Regions from separate parts of the Gossypium hirsutum genome. Here region 1 is linked to region 2. Evidence: chromatin contacts called from public Hi-C data. All regions are on one chromosome and are shown on one strand. The core of a region is the stretch at or near the end of the contact, and the rest is flanking DNA. Distances in the headings are between cores, read along the strand shown. Region 1 holds the start of LOC121210829 (transcription factor bHLH63). Region 2 holds the start of LOC107928787 (protein NONRESPONDING TO OXYLIPINS 2, mitochondrial).

Region 1 (2,843 bases), core at 214-2,713, 210 kb before region 2:
TATGAACAATTAAGACACTGGATGACACAAAATATATGAAGAAAATGAAGATTGTAAAGGTTTTTACCTCAACTTGTCGTTGAAGAGATTGAACATAATTGATTATTTCATCAAGCATTCCAGCTTTCCCAGTGATTTTATTACACCCCGGAACTAAATCTTGCAGATATTTCATTCTTTCACTGATCTTTTCCCTTCTAACCTACAAAATGAAAACATAAACCAAACCAATTAAGACATCATTCTGTATTCAAAACATAGAAACATATATACACACACACAAATTTCCTACTCACTCTCTCAGCTAAGCTATGGCTATCAGTGGCTTGGCTACGACGTGCCCTGACGTGAATATAATCGGGCTTTTGAACCTCAGTGAGCTTTGAATTCTCCTTGGAGGTATCAGCAGAAGGTTCCTGCTTGGTGCTGCTTTTGTTGGTGTTGGGTGGTCTTGTAATTTTTGACTCTTCCCCTTCTTCTCCACAGGCTTTGGTCTTCTTAGAGTCATCATCCGCAGCAACCTACACACATATCAAAAAATACCAACTCCATTTAATGATTTTTGGCCTGGTTTTTGCCAAAGTTTGGTTCTTTGGCACAAGAGACAAGATCCCAAAACAGAACATTTTGTATAAAACAAGAGAGGTGTAGACACAACAGAACATGAACCTTTAAGTTATGCAACTTGTCAGCTTTCCTTTTCTTGGAGCTTTCTCTTGCAACGGCTGAACCCATGTTCTCAGAGACAATCGACTCTTTGCCCTTGACCTCCGTCGCCTCTTTGGCTATAGTCGCCGCCACAGCTGGAGGGCAGCTAAAAGTCCTAGAAATGGCGTAATTCATATCAAAACTCGGTCCATTACTGTAGCCGCATGGCCCAAACCCCATGCCAGCCATGTCAACCTTCCCCAACTCAGGCCAGGATGTCTCTAAGTGAGGGTCAGGCTTCACTTGCCGAGTCATCACCAAGTCATCCAACACCGACTCATCGCTTATTAAATCACCCTGAAAGCCATGAACATGGGTGCTGGTTTGGTTCGAAAACACCCCACTTAATTCGCTGAAATAGCTTTCTTGTTGCCATTTCACGCGTGCTCTTTGTCTATCCAGCACTGTCAATGTCTCTGCTAATGCTCTATTCATGTCAAAATCTCAAAATAAGCCAAAATCAAACAACAAAGGGGAAGTGAAAGATCAAAATCAAAGAATAGTGTTTAAGATGAAGAAGGATTAGGCAGGTTCACTATACGACTTCCAAGGCTAACACGAGTTCATTGTGAGGGATAGTACCATATATCACTAGGTGATGTACTCTGAGAATTTGTTGTTCTTTTTCTTTTTTCTGAAATCTTTCGTTACTTTTGGGAACAGTGAGTTTTAAAGGGCAGGGGGAGGAGGGAGGATGAGGTATATATAAAGGGGAAACTAGAGTAGAAATACAAGCAGTATTTTTATTTAGGCATAATCTATCTTTTGTCCCTTCTAACTTTAAAAAAAAAAATCATTTTAGTCAATCATTTCATTTTTTGACTCTTTCAATTTTTAAACTTACGTTTTTTTGTTAAATTACTCCAAAATGGATAAAAAAGTTAACATGTTTATGTATATATAGCGTCAACAAAGTTAAAAAAATATTTAGCTTTTTCATTTATTTTAGAATAGTTTGACAAAAAACGTAAATTTAATAGCCTAAAAAGTAATATTTAAAAAAAAAGTTAAAATAACATTTTTTTTAATTTGGAGAACAAAAAAATCATTATGACTTTTATTTAAATTAAATTATGTATACATCAATTATTTAGGTAAAAAAATTATATAATACATTATTCTTTTTAAAATATATATATCTTTCCATGGTATTTTTAATAGGAAAAATATTTTTATAAAGGTAGTAGCTTTTGAAGAGAATGGTTTTATTTTGGGTAAATTTCAAAATAGTTACTTTTGTTTACCTCAAGTTACGTTTTAGTCACTTATGTTTGAAATGTTACGTTTTAGTCACTTACGTTATCGTGTTGTAACATTTTAGTCACTGAGCCGTTAATTGTCGTTAATAATGTAACAGTAAGCTGACATGGCACGTTAAATCATCATTTCAAATAAACATTTTAGGTTAATTTATATAATCGGTCCCCATATCTTTTTTGTTTTGAACAATTTAATTTTGTTTATTTTATGTTCTTTTTAACTTTCTTTTTTTTTCCTTTATTTTCCATTCCCCTTTTCTTCTTCCTATGTTTTTCTTCCTTCTCTATTTCTTTTAAAGTAGTTTTCTATGTTTTCAATTTGTTAAAACTAGTCCTTATACTTTAATTTTTTTTAAATAATTTAATTTTTTCTTGTGAAGCGAGCTTGTGGACTAGTTTTAACAAATAAAAAATATAAAAAAAAACTACATTAAAAGAAATAAAGAAGGGAGGAAAGCAGAGGGAGAAGTAGAAGAGAATGGAAAAGAAAAAAGAAAAAAATAGAAAGAAAGTTAAAAGAACATAAAAGGAAAAAATTAAATTGCTCAAAATGAAAAAATATAAGGACCAATTGTAGAATTTAACCTAAAATTTTTGTCTAAAATGATGATTTAACATGCCACTTCAGCATACCATTACACCGTTAATGGCAATTAATGACTTGGTGATAAAAATGTTACAACACAATAACGTAAGTGACTAAAATGTAACATTTCAAACATAAGTGACTAAAATGTAACCTAAGGCAAACAAAGTAGCTATTCTAATAGTTTACCCTTTTCTTCTTCTTCTTCTTTTTCTTTTTTTTTTTGTTTAAAGAATGTTTTTTCATAGAGAGTAGATGATTTTTTTATAGAAAAAAATAATATACGAAAA
Region 2 (2,907 bases), core at 400-2,899:
CCACTCCAGTCAGGTGACCATACCAGAGGGCAGGGGATACTTTCTCCCAGGTTGATAATAGTCATTCCATATTGTATCACTGCATGCTGGTATCATTCCCACCAAATAAAAGTAATATAGCTAACTGATAATGTTGAACTTACAGCTTCACAAAGTTTACAGGCAATGCAACGTTCCTCTCCAGTTGGATATCGGCGGAGAACATGTTCCCCTCGAAAACGTGGGCTCAATGGACCCTTCTCAAATGGATAGTTAATCTGCACAAGAAAGACAGGTTTGTATCATAATATGTTCAATGCAAGCTCAAAAGAAGCATGAGGACACTTACTGTAACTTTTCAGTCAAAGAAGTACTTGAAAGTCAGCATGAGGCCCCTAACCATTTCAATTAGAAACAATGTGTTTATGCTTCGCTCAAAAACTGTCATTGAGAAGAATATAAAAAGACATTAATTGAAAAAGATAAAATTGAACTACTAACAAGAAATAGAGACAGAAACATTTCAGTGCACACTATATTACCAGAACTCCAGTCTTTAGAAATCTCCTTTGCAAGCTGCTCTCTTTCTACATCATCTGCAGTTAATACACATGAAAACACACATGAACCAAGACATCTTATATCAAGCAAAAGAACAGCCTTAAAAATAGAAGTCCCATCAAACACTAGGATTGATGGTCATGCATGGAAGAAAATTGTTAAAGCATTTCTTATGATTTCCATGGAGAACCGTGGTGGAAAACTGAAAGGCATTTATTCCCCATCGCATGCTCTTCCAAAACTCAAAACATATCTCCCCATTAATAACATAAAATAATTCATAATCTTCACTTTCCATCCATATTCCAGAGAATTCTTAATACTTTTCCAATTTCAAGATAGCTATAGCTATAATAAAAAGGAAGATCAAAGAGGGAGTAAGGCAAGACCTTTCTTGTGCCGTAGGAGTGCGAACTGAGTTGCAGACCATAGTTTTGTAAACCTTGCAACGCTTGCCCCGACACAGCTTATAAGTACATAACCCAAAAGAATCAGTAAAATATCCAAAAAGAAAAAATACAAGTCCCAGAAAAATCATAACAACGTTGATGACAAATAATCAGTGAGGTTCTGTTAATACATAATAGCTTTTGAGCCGATGGATAAAGCAATTAAAACAGGAAAAAACGAGAGTTTAATTTATGGAAATTGAAGTAAAACAAAAGAGAATAAAATTTTAAATTATATACAACAGAGGTAAAGTCTCTAACCTAAATCTACATATGAGCCTCGTCTTTTTCCACAACTTCATTTCTGTACATTATCAGGTGCCAGAAAACTAACATTTTAATTCCCGCTGGCTATGAACAAATTCTAATGAATAATCAATTCCATGATTATATAAATCTAAGGTATGGATCAAAAGGAGAAGAGGAAAGTGAGCTCTTACGAGGTGTCGAGCTCGGAGAGCATTGAGAGAATTACGAGCGAATATCGCAGCCATTGATTTTGATTGTTGATGGCGTTGATCTCGATCGGAGCTGTAACTAAGCTTCTCCTCCCCACCTCATTAATCGGGTATTTTCTCTTTTCAGTTCTTTACGACATCGTTTTATCCTGCGCTACATTAATATGGACTTATGAATGTCCAGCTCAAAGAAAGTAGGGCCCAATGGCCCAAGAAGAACATTTCAATCCAACAGCGTCATTTCGAAGGAGCTCAGGATCTCAAATCTCTGAGCCGATATTTTTAGGGTTTAAGGAAGACACCACTGCCAGCCTCCCGGTGTTTGTTTCAACTCTCCACCCAATTTCCAAACCAGCGAGAGATGGCGTCGTTTTTCGGATCAGCAATGCGGGCTGGCTCGAGGACCCTAGCTTCTCGGTCTAAAACCCTAACTGTAAAGAGCCTAATCCCAAATCCTTCAACAAGATCCCTCCCTCGCGCCTCAAGGTACTTGCTTTGTGTTTTTTCCATCTAAATTTTTTTATCAAATTCTTAACTTCATTTTTTTTTAAATTTTAAAGGATTGTTTCGGCGTTGGGAGGATTAGAGTCGATGATGCCACTTCATAGTGCCATTGCATCTGCTCGCCTGCAATCAAGCATAGCCGTCGATTCCTCCTGTTGGAGCTGCCTCTCTCAAGGTTTTTCTTCTATACCTTTTAAAAGAAACAATTGTTTAATATATCAATGTCTCATCAACGTTATAGTTGTTCTGTTGGTTCAAGTTTTTTTATGCTACAATTGGGTATAAATTTCAAATGCAGTATAGTTTTTGTTGCAAGTTTAGGAATGAATTATCCTTCACTTCCCTACGTTCCCTTTGACGTTATTCAAGAATCCGAAGTAGAAACTGTATATAGAAATTGACTTCCAATGCTCTTAGCTGTAATTGTTTTGAGGAATTATATATGTAAAAATATGTACTAATTTCTAGTAATAATATGGGCTTCGGATTGTTAGCTTGAAGTATTTGAAGACAACCGTGTGATCTGCATTGTTATAATGCTGTGTTCTAATGGTCATGGAATAAAACTTGACTATCCATGAAAGCATGTTGTTTGATGTACAAACATAGCTGTTCTACTTCTAACTTGGTTTTCTAATTCATGAAATAGGACTTGCAACACCCTTGTGACAAAGCTGGATACTTTGTGGGACTGGGACATTAAGAGCATAGGGTCTTTGTTTTTGAAAGCTCTGTCAAGGGATTTCTGACAACTGAAACTTCTTCAGCTCCAATGTCTTAGCAAATGATTAGCTACCTTTGCAGCATATTGGGGGGTTTTGTTGTTGATTTGTGATGCATCTGATTTAGACCTTTTATATGCTTTGGAGGAATCACTGCCCAAAGCAAAATCCATTTTACTTTATTTACAAAGTGAACTTCTAAGCTTTCTTGCTCTTAACTTTTTTTTCAGTATT

The links. Hi-C and Micro-C count contacts between places; a contact is called where the count stands out from the background.
Region 1: a Hi-C map of leaf shows a contact between it and region 2, with 1.9 times the contacts expected there. The contact joins the promoter of LOC121210829 here to the promoter of LOC107928787 in region 2. A contact is called at or near these places in 5 of 34 Hi-C or Micro-C datasets (callus, leaf and seedling).

The regions. Positions count from the first base shown.
Region 1 is chrA12:4,284,096-4,286,938 of Gossypium_hirsutum_v2.1, reverse strand. LOC121210829 (transcription factor bHLH63) reads right to left here and starts at 1,463. Exons shown (of 7, transcript XM_041082519.1): 1 at 670-1,463; 2 at 297-521; 3 at 68-202. The coding sequence starts at 1,143.
Region 2 is chrA12:4,078,989-4,081,895 of Gossypium_hirsutum_v2.1, reverse strand. It overlaps LOC107928787 (protein NONRESPONDING TO OXYLIPINS 2, mitochondrial), which reads left to right and starts at 1,649. Exons shown (of 3, transcript XM_016860056.2): 1 at 1,649-1,933; 2 at 2,008-2,126; 3 at 2,601-2,907. The coding sequence starts at 1,809. The coding sequence ends at 2,620. It also overlaps the pseudogene LOC107928778.